Linked DNA regions of Gossypium hirsutum: regions 2 and 3 are each linked to region 1. A link is a contact called in public Hi-C data. All regions are on one chromosome and are shown on one strand. The core of a region is the stretch at or near the end of the contact, and the rest is flanking DNA. Distances in the headings are between cores, read along the strand shown.

The links. Hi-C and Micro-C count contacts between places; a contact is called where the count stands out from the background.
Region 2: a contact with region 1 is called in a Hi-C map of leaf, with 2.3 times the contacts expected there. The contact joins the promoter of LOC121231825 here to the enhancer-like site in region 1. A contact is called at or near these places in 2 of 34 Hi-C or Micro-C datasets (hypocotyl and leaf).
Region 3: a contact with region 1 is called in a Hi-C map of leaf, with 4 times the contacts expected there. The contact joins the promoter of LOC107955366 here to the enhancer-like site in region 1. A contact is called at or near these places in 2 of 34 Hi-C or Micro-C datasets (both in leaf).

What each region holds. Positions count from the first base shown.
Region 1 is chrA07:92,760,816-92,764,349 of Gossypium_hirsutum_v2.1, reverse strand. No RefSeq gene overlaps it. Among protein-coding and RNA genes, the nearest start is that of LOC121231824, 14 kb to the left of the region's middle. Within about 2 kb of position 1,974, at least 3 of the 9 cell types and tissues checked have an H3K27ac peak or open chromatin away from gene starts, as enhancers often do. A contact at or near this core is called in hypocotyl and leaf, where this site is marked.
Region 2 is chrA07:92,952,010-92,956,016 of Gossypium_hirsutum_v2.1, reverse strand. It overlaps LOC121231825 (calmodulin-like protein 3), which reads left to right and starts at 2,362. Exons shown (of 1, transcript XM_041116640.1): 1 at 2,362-3,544. The coding sequence starts at 2,940. The coding sequence ends at 3,398. It overlaps LOC107954976 (protein FAR1-RELATED SEQUENCE 5), which reads right to left. Exons shown (of 3, transcript XM_016890669.2): 3 at 3,467-3,962. The coding sequence ends at 3,741.
Region 3 is chrA07:92,570,239-92,574,253 of Gossypium_hirsutum_v2.1, reverse strand. LOC107955366 (transmembrane 9 superfamily member 12) reads left to right here and starts at 2,491. Exons shown (of 2, transcript XM_016891135.2): 1 at 2,491-2,781; 2 at 3,126-4,015. The coding sequence starts at 3,203. It overlaps LOC107955368, which reads right to left and starts at 864. Exons shown (of 6, transcript XM_016891140.2): 1 at 580-864; 2 at 351-443. The coding sequence starts at 675.

The DNA.
Region 1 (3,534 bases), core at 725-3,224:
ATTTTGAAGAGAACTTATTATCATTCAATAAGTAAATAACATTTTTTAAAATTTTGAAACTTTTTTATATTTTTATATTTTTTTAAATTTCAAATTTATTTTTTAAAATTAAAAAATATATTTTTTAGGATTTCTTATTAAAAATATAAAAAAATTATAAAAAAAAAACATTTTGTTTTTATATACTTTTAAAAGTAAGGACTAAGTTGACAAAAATTGTAATTGTTGAGGACCTGTTATACCACCTCCGCTGGCAACTACATGTGTCACCATTGTCCGAACCTCACACTGAGTGGACCTCCAACATCGAATTACCTCGATTAGACCCATGTCTAATGAACCTAGACTATCATTGTTATGAATGCATAGAACATTGCGCCCATTGATTGCTAAGTCATCCTAATGTGTCACATCATTGACCAATAAGATCACATCGTCTTCTCTGCAAAAAGACAAGATATGACTTTCCCTCCATTGAGAACTCAATACATGGCGCGCCCTCCTTTTCATGTATATAAACCCTCACACATACAGAGAATACAAAAAAAAGGACCATAACCATCTCATTTTTCCTTCTTCCTCCTAGCCATTCTCACCACCATTCTAGCCATCAAGGTACAACGGCTTTCTGCCCTACCAGGGTGAACTGTCACATTTCCTTCTTCTCCTTGTTGATTCTTACTATCAATAAGGCTAAAAAAGTTAATTTAGCTTCTTCATATCTATAAAATGGGATGAAAGAATCAAGATTTTAAATAAAAAAGTAAAAAGACTCAATGTTTCAAAATTAAATTATAGAAACTAAATTTTAAATTTTAAAAGATTACAACATATTTAAACCTTTTTGAATCTATCAATTTCAAATCCCTATGCTTAAAAATAGAATAAATTCATACATAGATAAATAAAATTCAAATATGTTGTGATTAGGGTTAAGTGGTGCCCACAACTTGAAAAAAATCTACAATAAAAGAATGGTTTTAGATCTTGTAAAAATAATAAAATAAATATAAATAAAAGGGAAAATTAAATGTAATTAACAGTAATCCGAAATAATAAAGAATAAATCAATACATTAAGATTTCTAGCCTCAGGTATGATGTCAGCTTTGGTATCAAAATTGATTACAAATTCTAAATGTTTCTTTACTCAAAAATAAGATGGTTAGAGCGATGATAGGACGGATTCAAACCACCAATCTTTTCTTAATTTGTAAATTAATTACAAAAATAGCTCCACCATTAACTCTTGTCAGTCGAATAACTCTAAGTGACTGCTCCTAAAATTTAATTCACCACTACCCTTATGGATAAAGACTTGACTCTAATTAATCAAATTTAATGTACAATTCATTTAAATTAGATCACTTATTCTTACAATATAATTTGTTCTATTTATTAAAATAAAGAGATAATTGTGGATCTAAATATACTATTTATTTATTTATTATCTTAAAAAAAAAACAAGAGATCCTTCTTAAAATGGTATTAAAAAACAATAATAAAATACGGTCCTACCATTTTCATAAAACATAAAATGATCAAATATCAATGAAACACTTTAAATCTCACAGTTCTAATAAAACCTAGTTTCTATTTACCCTTGGTTAGAAAATAAAATAAAACTAGCTACTCATAACTAAGATAATGTCGAAAATATTATTAAACAATAAAAAAATTACTGAAAATTACCTCAATAAGATTTATCTTGACTTCTCTTCTATAAAAATAATACAAAATAATCTTAAATTAACTAAATCACCTAATATAAAAAAAATATCCTTTAAAGGAAATTTTCTAATACAAAATATCTACTAATCTTATGGTAGTTAACTTTGATAATAATAAAAAATGTATCCTTTTTCACTTCCCAAATTTCATCAAGTGCGCCAATGAAATATAGTGCTGTACCGGGCAATTGAGTCCAATCCCATAACTCTATGCAGCTCAAAACCAAGCCCAGCAAGTTATGAGCCAATTTAGACTCCACTTGGTAAATGAGTCCTATCCAAACCACCCTATCATCCAATCTAGTAATGGCTATAGCCACCTTCATGATTCCATTTAGCTCCTCTTTTAGAGACTCGGCCCAAAGTTTCCTCTCATCCAATTAAAAAAAATGTTATAAACTTATAAAATTTGATTCAATCAATTCATATCCTATCACAAGTTAATGAAATATTTATCTTGTTCTAGATTAATGAACCTATCGATTTTTTATTCAACCAATCGATCTGATTTAATTTTAAAAACACTAATTCTGATTGTATTTAGCTTTGTCTTCTTGGATAAATTCAGAAACCTTTGCATTTAACAACAAAGTCCCGCTTCTAGAGAATGGACTATGGTGATTAAGGATGTGCATGATTCAGTTAAAACTAAATTAATCAACCAAATTAAATTAGTTTGATTAATCAGTTTGTCACTGAAATTAATTAGATAAAAAATAGGGCTAAAGTTTTGTGAAAGTTTGGCTATCTATTACTTCCATTCAAAAACAAGAAATTAACTTAAATTTAATATATATAAGCCCAGAATATTGTATAAGCCCAATATATATCATATATCCATAAGCCCGTGTATATAAACAAGATGGACGTATAACTATTGATATAATGGATTAAAGAAAAATATATTTTGAAAAATAAAAAGGTAAATTACACTCAAAGTCACTAAACTATTAGTAAGTTTATATTTTGATCATTCAACTTCAAAAATTTATAAAATGATCACTAAACTATTCTAAAATTTTTATTTAAGTCATTGAATTGTCAAAATCATTAATATATGGCCTTCTATGTTTGTATCACCTGCACCAATCAAAAGCTCCCATTCTCCTTCTTTTCTATAATTCATTTTTTTTATGAAACAACTTTCAACATCACAAATTTACAAACTAAAATCCAAACAACTTTCTTCTTTGATCTTTAACACTAACTGTCAGATCGACTTGGATCTAAGATATGTTCTTCTACTCATCGATAGGTACTGATTCACTGTACTGATCATCGAACTATTGCTTGGAGTCCGCCAGCCAGACTATTTTTCAAAAAAACTTAATAGATTAGTGACTTAAATAAAAACTTTTAAATAGTTCGGTCACTTAAGTGAAAAGCTTTGAATAATTTAGTGATCATTTTGTAACTTTTTGAAGTTGAGTGACCTAAATATAAACATACTAATAATTTAGTGATATTAAATGTAGCTTACCCAAAATAAAATTAAAATAGAAACCAAACCAAACGAAAAAAAAAAACTAAAATTCTAGAACCTACACCCGTTTTGTTTTTGTACGTAATGATTTTTTTTTTCATTTTGTGTGTTCATTTTGTTATTAATTGTTTTTCTCTTCTTCGTTTTTTAACTTATTTGAGCTAAAAGAAAAGAAAAAGAATATTGTCATTGTATTTTTTTTTGGGTTATGTTTTAAATTTGTTTGAACTAAAAAGAAAAAAAAATTAATTAATTGATTGAATTAGTCGAAATTAATTCGATTCGATTAATAAATTTTGAAAAAGAAATCAGTTCAAAAAAT
Region 2 (4,007 bases), core at 1,113-3,612, 190 kb before region 1:
TAAAATTTTTTTGAACCACCTCATCGTAGGTTTTGATCATATCTACTCTTTTTGACATAATGTTTAGAACTACTTATATCTCCTTCTTAACTCATAAATAGGAGGATAATGCGTTTCAGCGCATTTAAACTCACGTCCTATTGTATTAGCAACAATTTTCATACCAATTAAGTCAAGATTTAATCGGCTTTTTAAATTTTAATTTTGATGTATTTTATAAATTTTGAATTATTTATTGACGTGACATCTAAAACAAATACTGTTATGTTAGTATGATGCATATATGGACTGTCATAGGAGTTATCAAACGTTAAAAATTAATATTTTAGTTAACATTTTCATTAAAAAATGATTTGACTCTTTTTAGAAAATTTAAAGATTAAATTTAACTCAAAAAAAGAATAATAACCAAATTAATGAAAAATGCAAACATTGATGACTAAATTAAGAAATTTGGGCCAAATGAAAAAACACATTAATAATATATATTCAAACAAAATTTGGTAGTGGCCCAAATTAATGCAAAAGGCCATTTTACTTGGGCCAGCCTTTTCAATCTAAACTAAATTAGGAAATTTGGGCCTCTGGTTATTTCAAGAAAACTCCGACCACCAAAACCTCATGAATAAAATTTGAACCCTAGCCCTAATTTTCAATTCCTTATATATAGCATCCTACCTCCTCATCTTTCATCCTGTTCTCGGTAGCGTCCCTCCCTTTGCCGTTTTGTGCGTGTGTTTTCATATTGAAGGAATGATAAAGCAAGTCAGCTTCTTGATTGGGTGTAGATGGAGGCGACCCACTCAATCAAATAATTGAAATTTCTTGCGATATCTAAATTCTCAGCCAGTATCACTCGCCTGAATCTGATATATTTTCCCTGATTTTTCAGGCCCTTTTACTACTGGTATATTCACCTTTATATTTTTTTCAAAAATGGAGAAAAAAAATCAATGCAAACGCACTCTGTCCCAAAACCGTCGTAAAGACGAATTTATTTTGAGGCAATTTCTTCGTTTGCTATATCATCAAATTCCATTTGATTTCCGACTTACTCGCCCAATTTGATCCCTTTTTAACTGATCTTATTGGGCACATGGTTGGAATACATTTCTCTCTCTTTTTCCCTTGCGTTATTTAAACATGAACAGCTGTTTTCATTTCTAAAAGCCTAGTAGTGAGATCTGGTAAGCGTGATTGTTCATAACCTGTAACATAATAGCGTGTAAATTATGAGAATCAAGTACCCTTGATGAGCACGATTTAGTTGATATACACCATAAAAACTTGTTTTTCTAATAGACTCTAGATTTGAATCTTTATTTTAGATTAGCAGTATCATTGTTTGTTAGCTACGTCTGATCGGGTCATAGAAATTTTGGGTTGGAAGGATAGCGATGGGTTGTTCAAAGTGCCGTAATTTGGGGCTCTTTCCTTATCAATATGGATTGTAAACATTACTCCGGAAATATCCAGACAAGGTAATAATCAAATTGAAATTAAAACATTGGGTAGAAGAGAAGAGGCATGGGAGGAAGCAGCAGAAGAATTGTGATATAAAGATGGATCTTTACATGATGTATGGAAAACCCAAAGCATTAGAAGGAATGGGATTTAGGGCGGATTTGGATGGGTGCTTGGGGTGGTGTGTTTACATTACAGTGTTGCTACTTAAGTATCTAATTTTGTTGTTATGTTTTTATACTAATTTACATATTTAAACTCATCTTTAGAACCGATTATGGTCAAATTCAATTAGTGAAATTAAATGGGTGAGAACTGGAAATCATATTGCTAACAATCTGCTCTTTTTCTTTTTCCGCTTTCTGATCTCTAAATTAAATAGAACTAGCAAAAAATGATGGATGAATATGATGTATTTTTATTTTTATTTTTGTTAATATTAATTATTCTCTTTTCAGTTTTAATTAATATTTTTATTTTCAAGAAAAAAATGTTGTAATAGATATTTTAAATATGATTGTTCTTAAATTAAACTAATTGTAAAAAAAAAAGAGGTTAAAAAGTAAGGTAAAAGGATGTATTACACAAAGCTAGAATAAAATCAATTTAATTTGAATCGGATTTGAATAAAATATTTAATTCATTCTAGAAATATTGAAATTAATTAATGTATAATATTTAGATTAATTTGTGAATAAAATAAAATAACAGTACTAAATATATTACAATTATTTATTGTGATGTTATCATTAATTGTGAGTTAGTGTCAAGTTGATATGTGACATTAACTTAATAAATAATATTATTAATATATACAATTAATGGTGATAGTAAATTATGTATATTAAAATAAAAATTTATAAAATATATTAAAATGAAATTTTGGTTAAATGGTAAGTTTTAAGATTTTATCAACCTAATTGGTGTGGGTTTAAATCTATATTTTTACCATTATTTTTAAATAAAAAGATTATTAATATAACTCAATGAAGTATATAGATTTTATGTAAGGTGATTGAAAACATTATGTGTAAGTAGAACCTCAATCCATTCAATGTTACCTTGGTTGGCAATGACATCATGGCAAGTCTCCAAGTGTTCAGCATTTTTGCCTCCATTTATTAACGGTCCAATTCTTGAACTAATCTAAAATGACCGAACAGATGCCTAATTTTAGCCCAATTCTATCACTTTTTTTTTTAAACTTAAAAAGCTTTTCACATCCACAAAAGGAAAACCTCTCACCTTGTTATTTATTAACAACTGATTTCGTTAGGCTTGTTTTAGTGTGCATCCTTTACATCCCTCTCTTCTTTCTTCACAATTGTAAACAACAATCAACACTAATTCTCCATTGATTTTCCTTGTTAATTACCTTTCCCATCTCTCTCAATAGTCCAATTTTCATCTCTCTTATCATTTTTGCTCTAAGGTGGTGTATTTTGGTTTGGGTTTAGTTTTGTTTGATAAAAGAAATGGATCTAGTTGAGCTTCGCAAGGTGTTCCAAATGTTTGATAAGAATGGAGATGGCAAGATCACAAAGAAAGAGCTTAGCGATTCACTCGAGGAGTTCAGTATTTTTCTTTCCGATAAAGAAATAAACCAAATCATTGATAACATTGATGTGAACGGAGATGGTTCTGTAGATATCGATGAATTTGGTGAATTGTATCAAATGATGGTGAATGAGAGGAACGAAGAAGAAGAAATGATGGAAGCATTTAATGTCTTCGATCAAAACGGAGATGGATTCATCACATTTGAGGAGTTGAGGTCGGTTCTATCATCATTAGGGTTGAAGCAGGGAAGAACTATTGAGGATTGCAAGAATATGATAACAAAAGTAGATGCAGATGGAGATGGTAGGGTTAATTTCGAGGAGTTCCAGCAGATGATGAAAGGTGGTAGCTTTGCTGCCTTAAGTTCAAGTTAATAGTCAAAATACATATATATATGTCTGTGTGCATATATGTACGCATAGAAAATATTAAGAGATGTTGGTTTGACATTAATGTATCTAATTTCTAATCATACAACTAAATTGTTCAAAATTACAAAACTATTTCTATTTTCCACCTTTTTACTAGCAAAATCAATCCACAAGAGAATCATGAAGCTCCAATTTCATCTAACAAGATGCTTTTTAGTTTGATTGCACAATGTCAAATGTTAAGCATCTTGACTAAAACAAAATGATCCTAAAGAATTTTGTACATGATTAAAAGCTTCCAAGAAACCAAATATACAAATCTAATCATAGCATTAATTGGTCAAGTTAAATACCAAGGCTACCTGCGCTACGGTGCGTAAATCTCTGCCTTTGAGCTTCGAGTTTCCTAACATTGTCTACTATAACTTCAATCTTTGAAGATAGTTCTTCTGTTTGCTTCTCAACGTTGTTAATGAACGCAAACAACTTTTCTCGATAAGCTGAACATAATTGCTCTTGATGCGCTAACTCCATCGTGAGTTCTTCAATTTTCTTGTCCTTATCACCCTAAAAACTCAAAAAAAAAGCCAATCATTGCCAGCAGCAGCAGTG
Region 3 (4,015 bases), core at 1,242-3,741, 190 kb after region 1:
ATATAATCCTATGTTACTTGGACTTGGATATGCTTGTTAAATACAAGTATGCATCTGTCATGAACACGTTTAATCTTTTTTCCTGAAGTTTTTCATGTAATTGGAGAGTTTTGGAAGGATTTTTCTGTCTGACACAGGCATGGATGATGGAACACAGGTATTTGAAGAAAAAATAAAGATTGAACCAACATATATTTTATCAAGAGAAGCTAAAAAAGTAGCAAGGGTACAATTTTGGAATAACTGGGAACCTAAATCTTATATTTCAAGTTCAGGGTAACGTAATAATATGCAGCAAAAGGCAATAAATATATAGAAACCAGATAAAATATGAATGAAAAAAAAAAAACCTTGTGATTGAAAGATTGGGCAGCAGGCAACCTCATTTTCCAAAGCAAACGAGTGCGGTCTTCTCGTACCCTTTTGTAACAATTTTCTCTCAACTACACTTCATCATCCACAATTTAAATAATATTCATCCAATTTCAAATTTTCAACAGATAAAAGAAAGGTAAAATGATAAAACCTAAAACCCAAAAATGAAAAACCCATAATTAATACTTAGAGAGGGAGACGAACCTTGTGTTTCCATAAGGAGTAATTGTTGAAACGGGGATGAGTTTTGAGGGAAGGTCGTTGGATTATTGGGCAAGTATCTTCCATCTTTGGTTCCATGTTTCAGGAGCTATCTCCAAACTCGAAAAAGCCCAGCTGAATTGGTGGAGCAGAGAGAGAAGACCGTGAATCGTTGCGAAGAAGCAAGTCGCAGGTTGGTTGTTGATGTAGAAGATGAAAGAATTCCATTTTATTCCACATAATAAATTGTGCAATTGGTGCCTTGGTGGGGGTGGCTTTGGGTCTACCCCTGAGTTGGCCCAAAATTAATCCTACAGCCTAAAAGGCCTAAAGGTCCCCATATCCACCCATGATTTTGTTAATATGCTGAATGAAATATCTATTCATTTTTAAAAAACACTTCCTGTACTTGTTTTTGTTTAAATCAAAATTAAAATCAAAATTTATACACTTGTGAGTTTTTGTTTGTCTTTTTTTAGAAAGCATCTCAACATGGGTGCAATCAATTATAGTTTTTCAAAGTTTTTTCCGTTTGACACTTCATGCACATATCCACTGCAATCATTCTTATGGCAGAAAAGTTTAGCTAAGCTTAAGATGCTTGTTTATATTTATTATTCTCTTCAAAATATTATTTTTCTGAGAAATTATTTCAAAGCATTCATTTGTTTTAGTTTTTGATTTAAAATTTATTTCGAGGCATAAAATTAAAATAGTAGTTCAAATGAGTAATATCCAAAAGTCCCTAAATACTAAAGAGAGAATGATAAGAGTTTACAAACATCGCTGATTGGTGGAGTAAATTGTAGCTGTTAATACAAAAAAAAATCAATTTTTTAGATTTTTGAAAATTTATGTAGTTTTTTTATATTTTAGAATTTTACTTTTTTGAAATTTTATATAAATATATTTTTTTTAAAATAATATTTTTATAGTTTTAAAAAATAAATTGTGAATGTTTAGATTTTTAAGAATTTTTTATATTCTTATATATTTTTTGGGATTTGTTTTGATTTTATTTCTTAAAAGAATCTTAAAATATTAAATTGATATTTTAGTTATAATTTAAGTAATTTAGATATTAAATTCGTAAGTATCATTAATAATTGGGTAACTAATGATATATTTGGGGAATAATGACTACTTTATTTATTAGCAAGTCATCAGAGGTGACTTAAATGATGAATTTTAAATAGTTATAATCTTTCCATAATAAAATGATTAAAATATAAATTTATTAATAGTTAAATGATCATAGATGGAATTTATCTCAAAATTTGATAGAAACAAAATCTCACCTCCGTTAAAATTCAACCCAGCGGATCTAGCCGAATTAAGATGGGAGCGGTGAAAATATATATATATTTGGTTTAAATGTTGTTCTTAGTCCCTATACTTTGTAAAAATTATGAATTTAGTTTTTATATTTTAATTTGATCAATTGTAGTCCTCTATCTTTTCAAGTTGATCAATTTTAATCCCGTACTTTTTGGCTTTTGAAATTTTAGTCCTAGCAGTTAAATCCGTTTGAGTAAGTTAAATTACTAGTCTTCTACTATGCGTATAATCATAGGTACAGCCCATATTCTCCAACTGGATCATTCTAAATCCCTATAGTTTTCAACTCTTGAAGTTTCAATTTTTACACAAATAACAGTTGATAATCCATTGACTGAATATTTGATGAGTAATATGTAAAAAAAACAAACTGATATGACATTACACACATGATAATAAATTTGTCACATTAGATTTTATAAACAATAGAATTTAACTTTATGAATCTATTAGCTATAGTTTGGTGATAATTGAATTTTTAAAATTCAAAAAATACAGGACTAAATCTATAACTTTTTGTAAAATACAGAGACTAAAAACAGAATTTAACCTATTAAGTTTTGGAGGCCGCCCCACACAAGAGTTCTGTCAATTCTTATTTCATAATTTATAAATTCAAGATTTATTAAAACTTCCCATGTTGGTAGATTTGTGACCCATATTTTATTATAATTTTATAAATTACCCATTCTCCTCCGTTTTGCTCTCTTCAATATATTCGCTTCATTCCTACTAGCTTTAAAGTTAAACCACTGAAACAAAGTGGAAAAAAATATATATCAAAGAGAAGCAGAAGCTTCGTTCTTACGCGTTTTCTGTTCCCAAAGAGCCGAATCACTTTCAACTGGAACCCTAGACCTGTCTCAGGTTCTTTATCCTATTCTTGTCTCTCTGCCTTTTACTTAAATGGGTTTTTGGTTCTAGATCTAATCTTATAATCCTTCTTTTGTTCAGTACTTTGATCTGTTTTGTGATTTTTTTTATTGATATGAACGTTTAATACTTTTCGTTGTTTAAGGAAAAAAATGATGCTTTTTGCATTTTGGTATATGGATCTACTGCTTTCAAAGCTAATGCAATGAAATTGTTTTTTTTTTTTAAATTTTTTGGTACTTAGGAATCTCAGTATCGTTTTAATGCTTTTGTTGCGCTAGTTAATGTTGAGTTAAATTTGCGTGGAAACTGATTGTTGAAAACCTGTTTGTCTGTAGATTTTTCCTCCTTATACTGAATGCTCAGTCTATAGTAGCTTAGATTCGAACCGTATATTGCAAGATCTGCTATTATCATGGCTTTCTCGGAAAGGAAGATGCCCGGAATCTGCTCGGTTTTTCTGTTAGTGGTTCTATTTGCCCATTCTTGTCATGGGTTTTATCTGCCTGGAAGTTACATGCACACGTATTCAACTTCGGATACGATAGTTGCCAAAGTTAATTCATTGACTTCCATTGAAACCGAGCTTCCCTTTAGTTATTACAGTCTCCCTTATTGCGAACCTCTCGGTGGAATAAAGAAAAGTGCCGAGAATCTAGGTGAGCTTCTCATGGGAGATCAGATTGATAACTCCCCTTATCGGTTTAAAATGAATGTGAACGAGTCCCTCTATGTTTGTACTACCAGCCCCTTGAATGAGCATGAAGTTAAGCTTTTGAAACAGAGGACTCGTGATTTATATCAAGTGAATATGATTCTAGACAATTTGCCGGTTATGAGGATTGCAAAACAAAATGGGGTTAGTATTCAGTGGACTGGATTCCCAGTTGGGTTTACTCCACCAAATAGTAATGATGATTACATTATCAATCATCTCAAGTTCAAGGTCTTGGTTCATGAGTATGAGGGAAGTGGTGTGCAGATAATTGGAACTGGGGAAGAAGGGATGGGTGTCATCTCCGAAGCTGATAAGAAGAAGGCATCTGGTTATGAGATTGTTGGTTTTGAAGTGACTCCATGCAGTGTTAAGTACGATCCAGAAGTCATGACTAAGCTTCACATGTATGATAGTATCTCTCCTGTGAACTGCCCCTTGGAGCTAGACAAGTCACAGATAATAAGGGAACGAGAGAGGATCTCTTTTACTTATGAGGTTGAATTTGTTAAA